Linked DNA regions of Rattus norvegicus: region 1 is linked to region 2. The links are chromatin contacts, called in public Hi-C maps. All regions are on one chromosome and are shown on one strand. The core of a region is the stretch at or near the end of the contact, and the rest is flanking DNA. Distances in the headings are between cores, read along the strand shown. Region 1 overlaps Cpvl (carboxypeptidase, vitellogenic-like). Region 2 has its middle 19 kb from the start of Tril.

Region 1 (6,343 bases), core at 2,417-4,916, 160 kb after region 2:
CTCCAAGGCTGCAGAGCACGCCTGAGTGCACGCTGCTCTGCCTTCCATGTCCTTGGCGACATTCTAGAATGGTTCTGGCCCCCAAGGCTCCCACTCCACCATAAATAAAGGCTGGTCACCTTTTACTGTTCAGGATTTACAGATGCTGGAGTCTTTCTGTGAACTTGACAGCATCTTGACATCTGCATGCTCTATCTTCCAAGGACCAAATAACTCCTGCTGTTGTTCCCTAGTTGGCCCAGTCCCTCACACAAATTGTAGGTATCGCCAAAACCTAGGTTAGCTGTACTCCTCCTGTCAGGACATTGTGAGGAGATTGTGGTGGGTGGGAGGCTACACTAACTTATGAGAATGTCCCTGGGAGCTGTAGAATAGCTTCGTCATGAGGGGCTGGCTGGAGACCCACTCCCAAATGTCAAGACATTAAATGACATAGCAAATGCCCTGGAGCCTTCAGATACAATAAACATAATTGGCTATAGTAACCAAGGGGGGACAGGGGGGCAGAAAGTGCTGAGGCCCACCGTGAGTCTGGGCTTTCGGTCTACCAGCCTGAGGCACTCGGTAGTCAGCTCAGTCTCATGGGTGAGTGAAGAACACCTACGCCAACTCTCCAGAGGCAAACCCAGGCTTTGCTTGTCCCCAACTGGGTGATTCTGGGTAAGAGACCAAAGCAAGGTGGGCTTTACTTTCCACAGTGGTAAAACAGGCATGGGCACCTTTGTTTACAATGTGTACTGGAGGCGAGGGGGGAGCACTTTCCATAAAATCTGATGCGTGGCTGTGTTCTGCAAATGGTAACTGCGGATGTGACGGGAGGACATTAAGAACTTAGAGGGGACCTGCACTCAAAGAAACCACAAATAGAAGAAAGACTAGGAGAGTGTTCTGCTTCCTAGCTTGTTTGTTTGTTTGTTTGTTTTTATTCTCTAGCCCTGTCATCCCTGGTCTATTTTTTCATTCCTTTATTGTCCTGCCTCAAATGTTGACATGCCACAAACAAGTCTGGTAGGGAGCTTCTCTATCAAGTCAAAGCAGAAAACCCCAAGTCGAGAGCAGTGTGTCCGAGCTCTGTGAGGGAAGCCTAGAACCGGGTTGAGGGGTGGGGGTGGGGGCTCTGGCCCTACATCCCTACAAAGGAGCTGTGGTGGCCTGGCCCTCTGTCTCCTCCACCTCCTCACTCCCCGACCCCATGGCAGCAGGACAAGCTTTACTGAATTCTAAGATGAAAATCTGTGTGTGGACAGGAGTGATGCTGTTCACCTGGCCCCACCCTCCCTGGAGCCACTGTGTGCTTTGCCTGTCCACATGAGTAAACCTCTCCCCAGAACCTTTGTCACTCACCAGGACCCCCCAGTCCCCTCTGCTTTTATTCACCCACTAATGAAAGCAAACTCCAGGCAACAAGGGGTAGGAAAGCCAGAAGAACTAGAAGGAAGTCATCCCCATTCTTCCCAGCCTCTTAGAAGTATGGGGTGTTGGGGTACATTGACTTCAGGATGCCCCACCCTCAGAACCTCCCTAGGTTCATATATAGCAGTAGACCAGTGGCTCTCAAGCTTGGTCGTAGAATAAAACAAAGTGGAAACCTCTTTTCAAATGACTTCTGCCTTGGCTGAAGCCACAGGAATTGTAATCCCCCTGTCCCACCCTACTGTAGAATGGCACTCTCAACTTTTCCTGGAAGTTTCTTACAAGCAAGCAAAAAAAAAAAAAAAAAAAAAAAGGCTAGATGATAGGAAGCCTGCTCTTTCAGTCTCCTAGGCAACTAATCTCCACTACTCTCTTCTTCTCCCCCAATTTCCTGTGACCTGGAAGGGTTAAGGTTATCTCTAGACACTCAGAAAAATAGCCTGGTCCTGAGAGGCCACACTACAGGACAAGTCAAACAGCAACATGCCCAGCGGGGTTCTCATGAGGCAGTGAAGCATTCTTGGAATGCTGGAGTAGTAAGAGCTAGCAGGCTTCCAACCTCAGCTGACCTGCCTCCTCCTCCGGGCTCGGCAGCCCCGGAAGCACCCGTTTGTAAAGAAAGCCTTATCTATATTGTGTCTTTCTATTCCAGTGAGCCAAGCAGCCTAAGCGCTGATGCCATGACTAAATCAGGTACTTCAATAGGAAGGTGCTATTTCATGCTGTGGACCCAAGTGTCAGCCATAGCAGGTCATGCTTGCGTGATGAATCACGGCACTGTAACCATGATAGACAATACTTGCTATGGCCCACACAAGTGGCATAAAGTTCTTACAGATAATCCTCCGTGACATAGCCAGCTCCCACCTGAGAGGTGAGGCCCTGCTCCCAGGGAAAAGGAGAAACCCATGATTGTGATCTGAACAAAACCTCACTGCAAACGTGGGGGCCACTGCAAGAAGGAACTTCTGCTAATTAGTTCTAGGTAAGATGGAATTCAGACCTTTGGAAATATTAATCTTACCATAGTTAAGATTCAAGATATTTAGTTCCCCCATCTCAAAGCTTAAAGTAATTTTCCTCAATACCTGTTATATTTCAAACAGGGTACTCCCTTTGAAATCTTATCACGTGTTTTTTATTTATGCATTTATTTATTTATTTACACTGCACACCTATGAGCGTCAATAAACAAGTTTTGGGAGTTGGTTCTCTCCTGCCACGTAGCTCAGGGGGCCGTCAGATCCTCAGGTTTGATAGGGGTGAATTCAGACCCCACCATCTCTCAGCTCTAGAGGACATATTCTGAATTAAGGCGTTTTAAAGATCATTTTCAAAGAACTGCCCCCCTGCCATCCCAAGTCTCACTCCCTAAACTCATCATGGACACGTCTGAGGAGCCTTCTCTGTGCACAAGCCATGTGCATTCTCCACTTGGGGGCACCACAAATGCTGTAGACACGGTTAAGTGATGAGATCTTGGTGTCTCTCACTGGACCCCAGGTTGTAGGTGTCTCTCCACAGCAGTGAGTTATAGCACCACCATGCTGCATGTATCCAGTACAGTGTGTAAATTCATCCTAATAGCATACACTGTCTGCTCTCTCAAGCTGTGGGTTAGCTCCTACTCACAGCTGGGAAGGGGGTGGGTGGTTGGGATGCACTCTGTAAAGAGTGTGGATGTGAGAGCCACACGGCCAGGACTGGAGTTGCATGTAGCTATTTTAATATTTGTGTGTTCTTGAGTACATGCCTTCATTTCTCTGTGTCTCCATGCAGACACAGGTTGTTATACATATGAGCAGCAGGTACAGGGCATAACACTTCATTCAGTCAGTGTCGTGTATCTTTTTAAAGAGTCAGTTCCGGTTGGGTTTTGGTTTTTTGTTTGTTTTTGTTTGTTTTTTGTTTTTTGGGGTTTTTTTGGGGGGGTTGGGGTTTTTTGGGGTTTTGGGGTTTGTTTTTTTTTGTGGGGGGTGGGTGGGAAGACAGCTAAGTGTGGCTACATATGTGGACAGATAGGCAGGGGAACGCGTGTTCGAGTAATCAAAGGCAGGGCTTTTGAGGTGGTTATTAAAATGTCTTGGGATGGACCCCTGCTAAAGAATTATCTGGTGGATGATGAAGAAAAGAAACCCTTTATGAATGAGTCAGGGGCCTGAGTATAAAACCATTTCGAGCGCTACTGAAATAAGAAGCGATGAAATGCGAAGGCGCGGAGGAATCCTAGACTTGTGGGATCCACGCCTACACATGGATGAAGTCCAAGAGGCTGACCGGTTCTGGTACACAGATAACAAACGAGGCGGTGTTAAGACTCGCCTGCCATCCCCACCGCTAGGGAAGTGAAGATAGAAGTGTGACATCCTGGGCTACACAAACAGACGGGTCAAGAGGAGGGAAAAAGAGGAGTGGGAGAGGAGGGAAAGGAGGCCTGGTTTATCCATTGCCCTCTTAATTCTCTGGCGACCCCTGGTGGCCAGTCACAAACTTGTCTACTCCTTCCTCAATGTTCTAGTCTGTCCATTCGACTGTCAACACTAGCACATTCCACTACTGTCAATAATGGGCAAAGAAAATTATCCTGTGCCTTCATGGATCGTCACTTGGAAGCAAAATTCCTGAAATCTAAACTGGTCCTGACGTGGCCCATTACTTTCCAAGTATCAGCTCTGCTCCCAGACATTTAAACTGTATCTCCAGCCAGACGCAGACAATAGAGACAGATAACAAGACACCGTAGACATAATTTCTATTACACATTACACAGATTGCTGAAATGGAGAGCCAGTAGGTGGGAAGCGGGGACTAAAGACACCGATTTCAGTTCTTTCAATCAACACTGTTGTTCTCGCTTGCTTTCTGTTGCTGTTACAAACACTAGGACCAAAAGCAACTGGGGTGGGAAAGCGCTTATTCCACCTTACATTTTATAATCCGTCATTAAAGGAAACTGAGGCAAAAGCTCAAGGAAGGAACTAAACCAATGACCAGAGGAATGTTGCTTATTGGTTTGCTCAGCTTGCCTTCTTATAACTCGGAAAGATCACCAGCCTAGGGGTGGCACCTGCCCACATAAATCACTAATCAAGAAAAGCCCCCACATTCCAATCTGATAGACGTAACTCTCCAATTGGCATTCACTCTTCCAAGCTGATTATTTTGGGTCACGTCATCAAAAATCTAGCCAGTGATTAAGGGCCCTGAAGGGGATAGGAACTCCACAGGCCGACCAACAGAGTCAACTCACCTGGACCCTTGGGGGCTCTCAGAGACTGAACCACCAACCAAAGAGCATACACGGTCTGAACCTAGGCCTCTCCAAACATCTGTAGCAGATGTGCAGGTCAGTCTTCACGTGGGTCCTGAACAACTGGAGCGGGGACTATCCCACTGTATACAGCCGTTGGCTATATGTGGGATTTGTTCTTCTAGCTGGGCTACCTTGTTTGGCTTTAGTGGGAGAGGATTCACCCTGTAGAGACTTGACGTGTCAGGATGAGGGTATATCCAAGGGGGAGGAGCCTCCACTCTCTCTCAGAGGAGAAGGAGAGGGGAGGGACTATATGGGAGAGGGCAGCAATCGAGATATAAAGTAAGTAAGTAAATAAATAAATAAATGAAAGAAGAAAGAATACAGCAAAACAAAACAAAACAGTGTAACAAGTGATTGTGTTTTACACAGACAATTCTATCGAGGTGGCTCTAGGGAATTTAAACAGCTTACCGTGTGTGAGGGCAGTGTTTTGGCCAGTACCCAATCTGCATCCATTCTTCTAGCCAACCTTTTCTTCCATCCCACTAAGAAACATCACTCTAAGTAAGAGAATGCAACAGCCAGCCACTGCCAGACTTCAAGCTGGGCTTAAAATGGAAAGTGTGCTTTGGTAAATCAATGAGACCTTCTCTATATTTCGCAATGCAAAGACTGGAGGCTTGCTTACTTTAAGTGACATGTTCTCTTTTAATTGAAGTCATTAGTACCCAAAGTAAATGTCTTTAAATTCCCCTCAAGTATATGTGAACGGACTCCCACTCTGGCCCACAGATCTCTGCACCGGTGATGCCTCAGCTGCCACACCATGTTAATCAAAGAAAAGGATTTTTATTTAAAGCAATTAGTTTTGTAACCAGAATCATTAAATAGCTTTGCAGAACCACTTTAATTCTGCACATATAGTCCCAACACATGTGAACAGCTTGCTTAAGATAACCGTGTGCTCCCAGGGAAGGTGTTTGTTGTGCTTCCTATTGACACCATTAAACCGTCCTTTCCTGTGATCATTCATAGGGAACATTAACTTTTTCAGCTCCCCCCCCCATCTTCTTAGATCATCCCCAAGCTCCCCTGAATTCTTGTCAAGCGTTGATTTATCTCATCAAGGAGCAGCTCTAAGCCTATAGGCTCCTCAGAAGGCTCTTCCCTAAACATCCTAGGAGGTGGGGAAAGCTTCTTAGAGCCCCAGGCAAGAAAGCCACAGCTTAGAAGGAATGAGAGGCAGTGAGGATGTGAGAGTCTGGTCTCATTTCTGGATCTAGATAAGATGAAAGATGACTGGAAAGGTTAATAACTTCTGCCTTTGTGTAGAATCTTCATTTCCCCACGTGGAGGACAATTGGGCACAAAAAGTCTTCTGCAGTGTCCTAATGTACTTATTAATAGAGAGGTCTATAATTTACAATTTTGGGCTACATTGGTTTGTTTCATATGGCTTTGTTATTTCGGGTCCTTGGTGCCTCAAGGACACCAAGAAAGAAATAGGAAGATACTGACCCATGGCCTCCAATGCCTTGACATTGCCAGTGGTTCTGTAACCACCTGCAAAGGGTATAGTTTGAGAAATCTGTTGACCCTTAAGCCTTTCACAGAACCGGTCCCTACATCCATTCATCATAGAAAAGGCCCATCAGTCATGTTTATATCACATGA
Region 2 (6,446 bases), core at 3,131-5,630:
AAACACATCTGGCCACAGAGAAGGTGAGCGGAAATCCTACCCCTGGCTATAGCTCGTACTGCAGAAATCTGAAGTGTCTCCTAGGCTAGAGGTTGGTGGGAGGGGTGAATAGAGAAGCCCTTCCCAGGGAACATCTCCTATTCATCTACACAGCATCTGAGCCACCATTCTGCTCTGTGGCTCTCAGCTAGGGCTCAGAAGCCCTGACCACACTGTACGTGAGAGTGGGAGTGTGGGGATCCCTATTTAAAAGGAGAAAGTTTACAGTATAAACCTTTGACCTTCTCCAGTCTGCCTCAACTTGTTCGTCTGTTTTTACTACTTAATGCTATGCTATGTAAAAAAAAATGTTAAAGCATTAGTGTAATTTTTAACTTTATTTTTATTAGACAATTATAGTTTAAAGGTAAATGTGAGAATGTTTTTATTCATATACAGAATCAAGAAGATCATCCAGATTCTGTTGGGGTCTAAGAATCGCCGAAGAATGATACCGCAGACTCGAATAGTATGCAAAAGCAAAGAGGAGGAAGGGAGACCCCTAGTGGGCTCACAGTCCCAGCTATTGTCAGTTAGGGGAATTCCGGCGAGAGGCATGTGTCCTTTCACCTGGACTGGTCAGCTCTACTCTAGGAGACTGACAGATTCTACAGTTGGTCAGGCTCTAGAGACTTCCAGGGGGTTGCTTTCTCATTTTAGCTACTTATTCTCACTTCAGACCAGATGACAAGGTGCCCTCTGATTGGCTGCAGTGGCTGTGGTTGCCTGAGCACAGGATCCAGGTTCTCATTTCTGGTAAACAGAAACTTAGGCCTAGCCTCCCACACTGCTGGTATACAGTCATGGAGTCAGCCAGACTCAGGCTAACTCAGTCCCCTCAAATCTGTGTTCTGTTTCATTCGTACATACTGATCTTTGCTCTTCCTCCTCCCCCTCCTCCCCTCCCCTTCCTCCTTCCCATCCTCCTCCTCTTCCCCCTCCCCCATCCCACCTGCAGTTTCCTCTCCCTCCTCTCCTCCAGTTTCTCCCCCACCTCCACTCACTCCTTTGTTTCCCCTCAGAAAAAGTCAGGCCTCCAGGGATATCAACCAAACATGACATACCCCCCCCCCCATAGTAAGGCTGAATGAGGCAACCAAGTGGGAGGGAAAGGACACCCAAAGCAGGCAAAAGTAAGAAACAGCTCCCGTTCCCACTGCTACGAGTCCCACAAGAAGACCAAGCTACACAACCATAACCTATGTGCAAAGGGCCTAGATCAGACCCGTGCAGGCTCCCTGATTGTCAGTTCAGTCTCTGGGAGTCCATATGAGCCCAAGTTAGTTGATTCTGTGGGCTGTCCTTGACCCCTCCAGCTCCTACAATCCTTTCTTCTGTCTTCTTCAGGTTTCACAGAGCATGGTTCTTATTCTTAACCAGAACGGTGGCAGTGTCTCACAGAATGGCACAGCATTTCTTCCTTCTCGTTGCTGTATAGCATTCCATTGCATGAGTACACATGTACATTAATATTTATGTTGGGGGTTGGTCTGGTGCTGCTACGTATTTAAATGCTAAATACTGACATTTAAATACGAGCAAATTCCCACCTACTCCAGCCTTTGCTGTATAAGCCCTGCTCCTCAGTGTGAAGCTATTGTTTAAAGAAAAGTAGTAGTTCTATCAGTAAGCAACTGTCCAATCATCGAGGCATGACATTTATAAAATGAGTCACAAAGTAGTGGAAACATAGAGGCTCCAAGACTCTTAAAGAAAGTGCTCACCGAAAACCTAGCTTTGTGTCTTGCTGACCTAAACACCGGACAGTCTGACTCTTTCCTGCCAATGTTAAATGGTGACTACTGTTCCTAACACTATCACACACACCCTGTGCTCTCTTTGGAAGACAGAGACCAAAGGTATAGGAAATAAAGTCTCAAGTCCTCCCTTCCTTAAGAGACTGCACTAGCTTGCCCACTTGAAAACAGCTGGCAACATCCCTGCCCTTCCATGTGTTAAAAAGTTAGACCTGAGGGACATCACTGACTGTCTCTAGAGGGCCTCCAAGGTCTGCTGCGATGCGTGCACAAACCCTTTCTGGGTGTCCCGCTTTCTAGCTAGCAACCCAGTGCAGGCTCCTGAGTGGCTTGGATCCTTTCTTTCTGTGTGCCCTACTTTCTAGCCAGCCGCCCTGTGCAGGCTCGGGAACTGCTGGGTTACTACATGAAATCCCTTTTCTACCAGGGGCAGGAAGCAGTGCAGGCAAAATATGGCTACTTTCCAGAATTAAGTTTCACAGGAGACAGAGGGACGGTGAAATCCTCTTCTCTGGGTCCTGAGAGCTCTGTCTCATTGTAATGAGAACATCCACCCCTAATCTTGGCTAGTGCTAAGGCAGGGAGCCACCGCGTGCCAGCACACTGGCTCTGATGAAATAATGTGAATAGCTTAGATGTTTCCGAGCCCTTGGGAATAAGGTCATGGAAAAGGCACTGGCGTGGGGGTGGGGCGTGGGGGTGGGGCGTGGGGGTGGGGTCAATCGCAATGTTAGTAGGGAAAGACTGAGACCACTGTGCCGCAAAAGGAGAACTAGGGGCTTACGGAAGAACCAACCACAGGAGCTAGGTCAAGGCCAAAGGGAGAGAAACAGTGGCTCATTTTTTGGAAGAAGTTAGCCATTCTACCGTGAGTCCATCCTCAGTGCTAAGCCAGCTCTAACCCTTCATCCTATACTTCAGCCACACGCATTACCAACGCTACGCTAAGCGGGACTGATGCTAAACCGGAAACAATAAGGAAGAGAACAAATCACAAAAGGAGCTGCTGAGAAAAAAATGGGGAATGGTTAGGGTGAACCAGGGGAATCTCTGAGTAAAGCACAACAGTCTAGATGAGAAGCAGGAAGTAGAGTCACCCAGAACCATAGCAGTCCCTGGCCCGCTTCAATCTCAGTCTCAGCTCCCCCACTCCAATCTCCAATGCTCTGGGTGCATGACTGAGCAGAGTGGCCCCAAACTCCCTGTGCTCACCCTATTAAGCTCCACAAAAACAGATGCTGCTGTTATTCAACTCCTAAGAGGCTCTACTCTGCCCACCTTAGAAAGGGAGTTGGCATCCTGATGGAGTCCGGAAGTCTGCACGATGAATCTAGGCTTACAGCCCTTCCGTAAGTGTTGAGAAGGGAGATAATTCTTTTAGCAAAGAATGGGGCCTATAGAAGCCCCCAATGACCATGCACCACACGTGGAAGATACACCATCCAGCAAATTCAGAAAAGAGTTCCTCAGTCATCTTCTTTTGTGGTGCCTTCGTTCACTAGTTTTAATTCATCTACTTGGATACTGGAATCCTGACAAACGGGAAAAGACAGTGAAGGAGGGTGATAATGACTGCCTTTCTGTAAGCCCCTAGCTCTCCTACAGCAGCTTAGTGATCTTAGTCCTTCCCTGCTTTCATCAAGATTGACCCCCGAGCCAGTGATGCTTCCCTGACTTTACTATTCCCTCGGAATCATCCTTTCAAGCTGCCTGTGGATGTGTCAGAGTCTACGGTTAGCCAGATCTAGGTTACCTTGGTGTCTTTCCCCTGCTGCTCATGCTGGAATTACACTGTGGAAGAAATGTTACCAAAGCGTGCAAGCATAGACAAAAGTCGGCAGCTCTTACACCAGACTGGCTTTCCACATGGGTGGAAGTCACAACTGGCCGATGCTGTAACTGCCGCCTTAAGCCAGCAGTTCCGGGTGGATATGTTAGGAATGAGAAGAGATCGGTGGTGGGAAAGCTGATTCTGCCATCATGAATGATACGATGTGAGCCTTGCCTTCTCTGATGGGTGCCAGTGATCAGTGCTAGCCAGACCTTCTGAGGTTATGCCCCATTCAAACCTCCCCTGGGGATGGCAACCCAAGGCCACAGGCAGTGAGCATCGATGAGCTGCAGCAGATGAGTCCTGTGGCTTTGGGAGGCTCTCCCAGGCCTACTTCCTCCCTAAGTACCATTGCCCAGAGGTCAGGTGCATTGTAGGAGCAGCCACAACAACATCATGTGTTGAAGACAAAATGTCTTGGCTACATCTCAGGCATATTCTTTTATGACCAGAATGGAAGGTCAGCTGGTAAAATCATTTTTTTTGGTGGGGAAACTGTAACATCTATAATTAAATGAATGCTCAGGGTTTGTTTGCTTGGTTGTCAATATCCCATTATACATGCTATGCAGTCTCCAAAGCTTGTTTCCTAATTTATTATCACTCGCGGCAGACCTCTGGGATCCAGCAATTGAGTTTCACTGTCATCATCCCCATATCCACCAACAAGCACCTCTTCCTAAGTAGAACTGGTCAAAGGCCCATTGTGCTCAAAGGCTTTGTGTCCAGGGTGGAGGTTCGTCTCGAACCAGAAGGACATCACGTTCCTCTGACTGCAGACACTGGCTACCACTTGTCAGCTGGGTGCACAAGAGGCTGTGCAGTCAGGACACCGCTGAACATCTCCCTCAGCTGGCAGAGCCTGGAAATATTTGGTGAAAAGAAAGAGAGAAAGTTACAAAGGGGGCTCCCACCAGATGACTAGATTATGAGTCACTGCCTAACAGATACGCCTCAGGGGGACAAGTCTACATACTTGGGAGAGGACCAGGACATTCTGTAACAAGATGTTCCAGCTAGTAAGTAAATAAATAAATAGTGAAAAGACGGAAAGACAGACAGACAGACGGATGGATGGATGGATGGATAGACAGATGGACAGGAAGGAAGGAAGGAAGGGAGGAAGGAAGGAAGGAAGGAAGGAAGCCTACATTTTCCTCATACTTCAAATGGAAATGAAAGCCAGAATTTTAAGTGCATCTCAGTGGGACAAGGGAAGAGCAGTGTCATATAAACCTAGTCTCACTTAAACTAGTCCCAAGTGAATTCTTATCTCAACACAAACTTTTTTGGTTCATGATTTTTTCTTTTTTTTTTCTTCTTTTTTCCGGAGCTGGGGACTGAACCCAGGGCCTTGTGCTTGCTAGGCAAGTGCTCTACCACTGTGCTAAATCCCCAACCCCAACACAAACTTTTTTAAAGCGCTCAAGTCTATGTTTCTCAAAAATTGACACCCAAATATGGACTGTGCAGGGTTTTGTTACAGTTTACCTCCTGGGAACCCTTGGAAAGTCATTAAAACCTGAGCCTTGAGATTCTGCAAACCTTTCTCCAGGGTTTAGGCCTGGGGAATCTGCCTGATCCTCACATTAGAGCACACACCTCCCACGCCTCCTACATCTAGGGCAAGGCCAATGAGGCCTCAGCCCTAGTGAAAGAATGGCAGGCAACTAAGGAATGCTGAGAGTGGGAGAAACAGCCTTGCTCTGGGAAGAGCATGCCAACTGGTCAACCCTGAAAACATACATGCTAGCAGTGGTGCACAAATGAGATGGTTGTATTTGTGTATTTAAGAATGCACACATGTGCACACATGCGCGCGCGCGCGCGCGCGCACACACACACACACACACACACACACACACACACACACACACACACACGGAAAAGAGGCCAAGAATTTGAGACTGTGATTGCTAATCATGGTTGTCAACTTGACGATAAGTGGATCAACTAAAACCCAAGCTGGGCATGCCTATGAAGGACTTTCCTCGATGGGATCATTCGAAGTGGGAAGACCTGTACTTAATGAGGGACATGCCTTCTCCTGGCAGCCTATAAAAGGACGAGGACAGGGAAGAAGAAGTTTTGCCTGTCTGCCCTCACTCTCACTGGTGAGTCCATCTATCCTGCTGCTGAGGCATTCCCTCACTGGCATTAGAGCTCACCTCTTCAGGATTTCAGCATATTCCGAAGAGCAGCCGAGACATGCAGCCTCATACAGAACAACTACAGGATTCTTGGATTTTCTGTCAGGAGACAGCCACTGTTAGACTAGTTGGACCATAGCCTGTAATAATCTAATTAAATCATATATATATATATATGGATGAAGGGATAGGTAGATATTCATTCAGCCTGATTCTCTTTCTAGAGAACCCTGACTAAGACATAGAACAAGAAAATGGTACCTGGGAGAAGTTGGAGGGAGGAAAGGAAAGGGAAATTATGTAATTGTATTATAATCTTAAAAAATAAAGAAATATATAAATACTTGAGAGACTCTGCTACTGTACCTGGAAGATGGGTTCTCAAGTTTTGTATCTCTTACCCAAAATTCTGAGGACCAGAAGTGTTTAGGATTTCAACTTTTCTTCCAGACTTTGAAACATCTTTGTGTTAATAACACAATACCCCAGAGACATATCATTATCCTAAATATAAAAATAACTTACATTTCACAGATTCCTTATGCACAGAGCCTGGCTTTCATTGTCCCTGTGTCACGGGATCCAATGAGCTTCATAGAAAACTGAGACACACACATAAGGGCCTGACAAGGCACGGGGCTTGGCTGAATTCATCTCTGCCATGGCATC

The links. A called contact is a pair of places that touch in the nucleus more often than the background predicts.
Region 1: a contact with region 2 is called in a Hi-C map of Schwann cells, with 6 times the contacts expected there. The contact joins two enhancer-like sites. A contact is called at or near these places in 12 of 12 Hi-C or Micro-C datasets (the A7r5 cell line, the Rat2 cell line, Schwann cells and 7 more).

What each region holds. Positions count from the first base shown.
Region 1 is chr4:84,392,250-84,398,592 of GRCr8, forward strand. All of the region lies in intron 3 of Cpvl (carboxypeptidase, vitellogenic-like), which reads right to left. Among named protein-coding and RNA genes, the nearest start is that of Cpvl, 21 kb to the right of the region's middle. Within about 2 kb of position 3,667, at least 7 of the 93 cell types and tissues checked have an H3K27ac peak or open chromatin away from gene starts, as enhancers often do. A contact at or near this core is called in Schwann cells, where this site is marked.
Region 2 is chr4:84,235,306-84,241,751 of GRCr8, forward strand. No RefSeq gene overlaps it. Among named protein-coding and RNA genes, the nearest start is that of Tril, 19 kb to the right of the region's middle. Within about 2 kb of position 4,381, at least 6 of the 93 cell types and tissues checked have an H3K27ac peak or open chromatin away from gene starts, as enhancers often do. A contact at or near this core is called in Schwann cells, where this site is marked.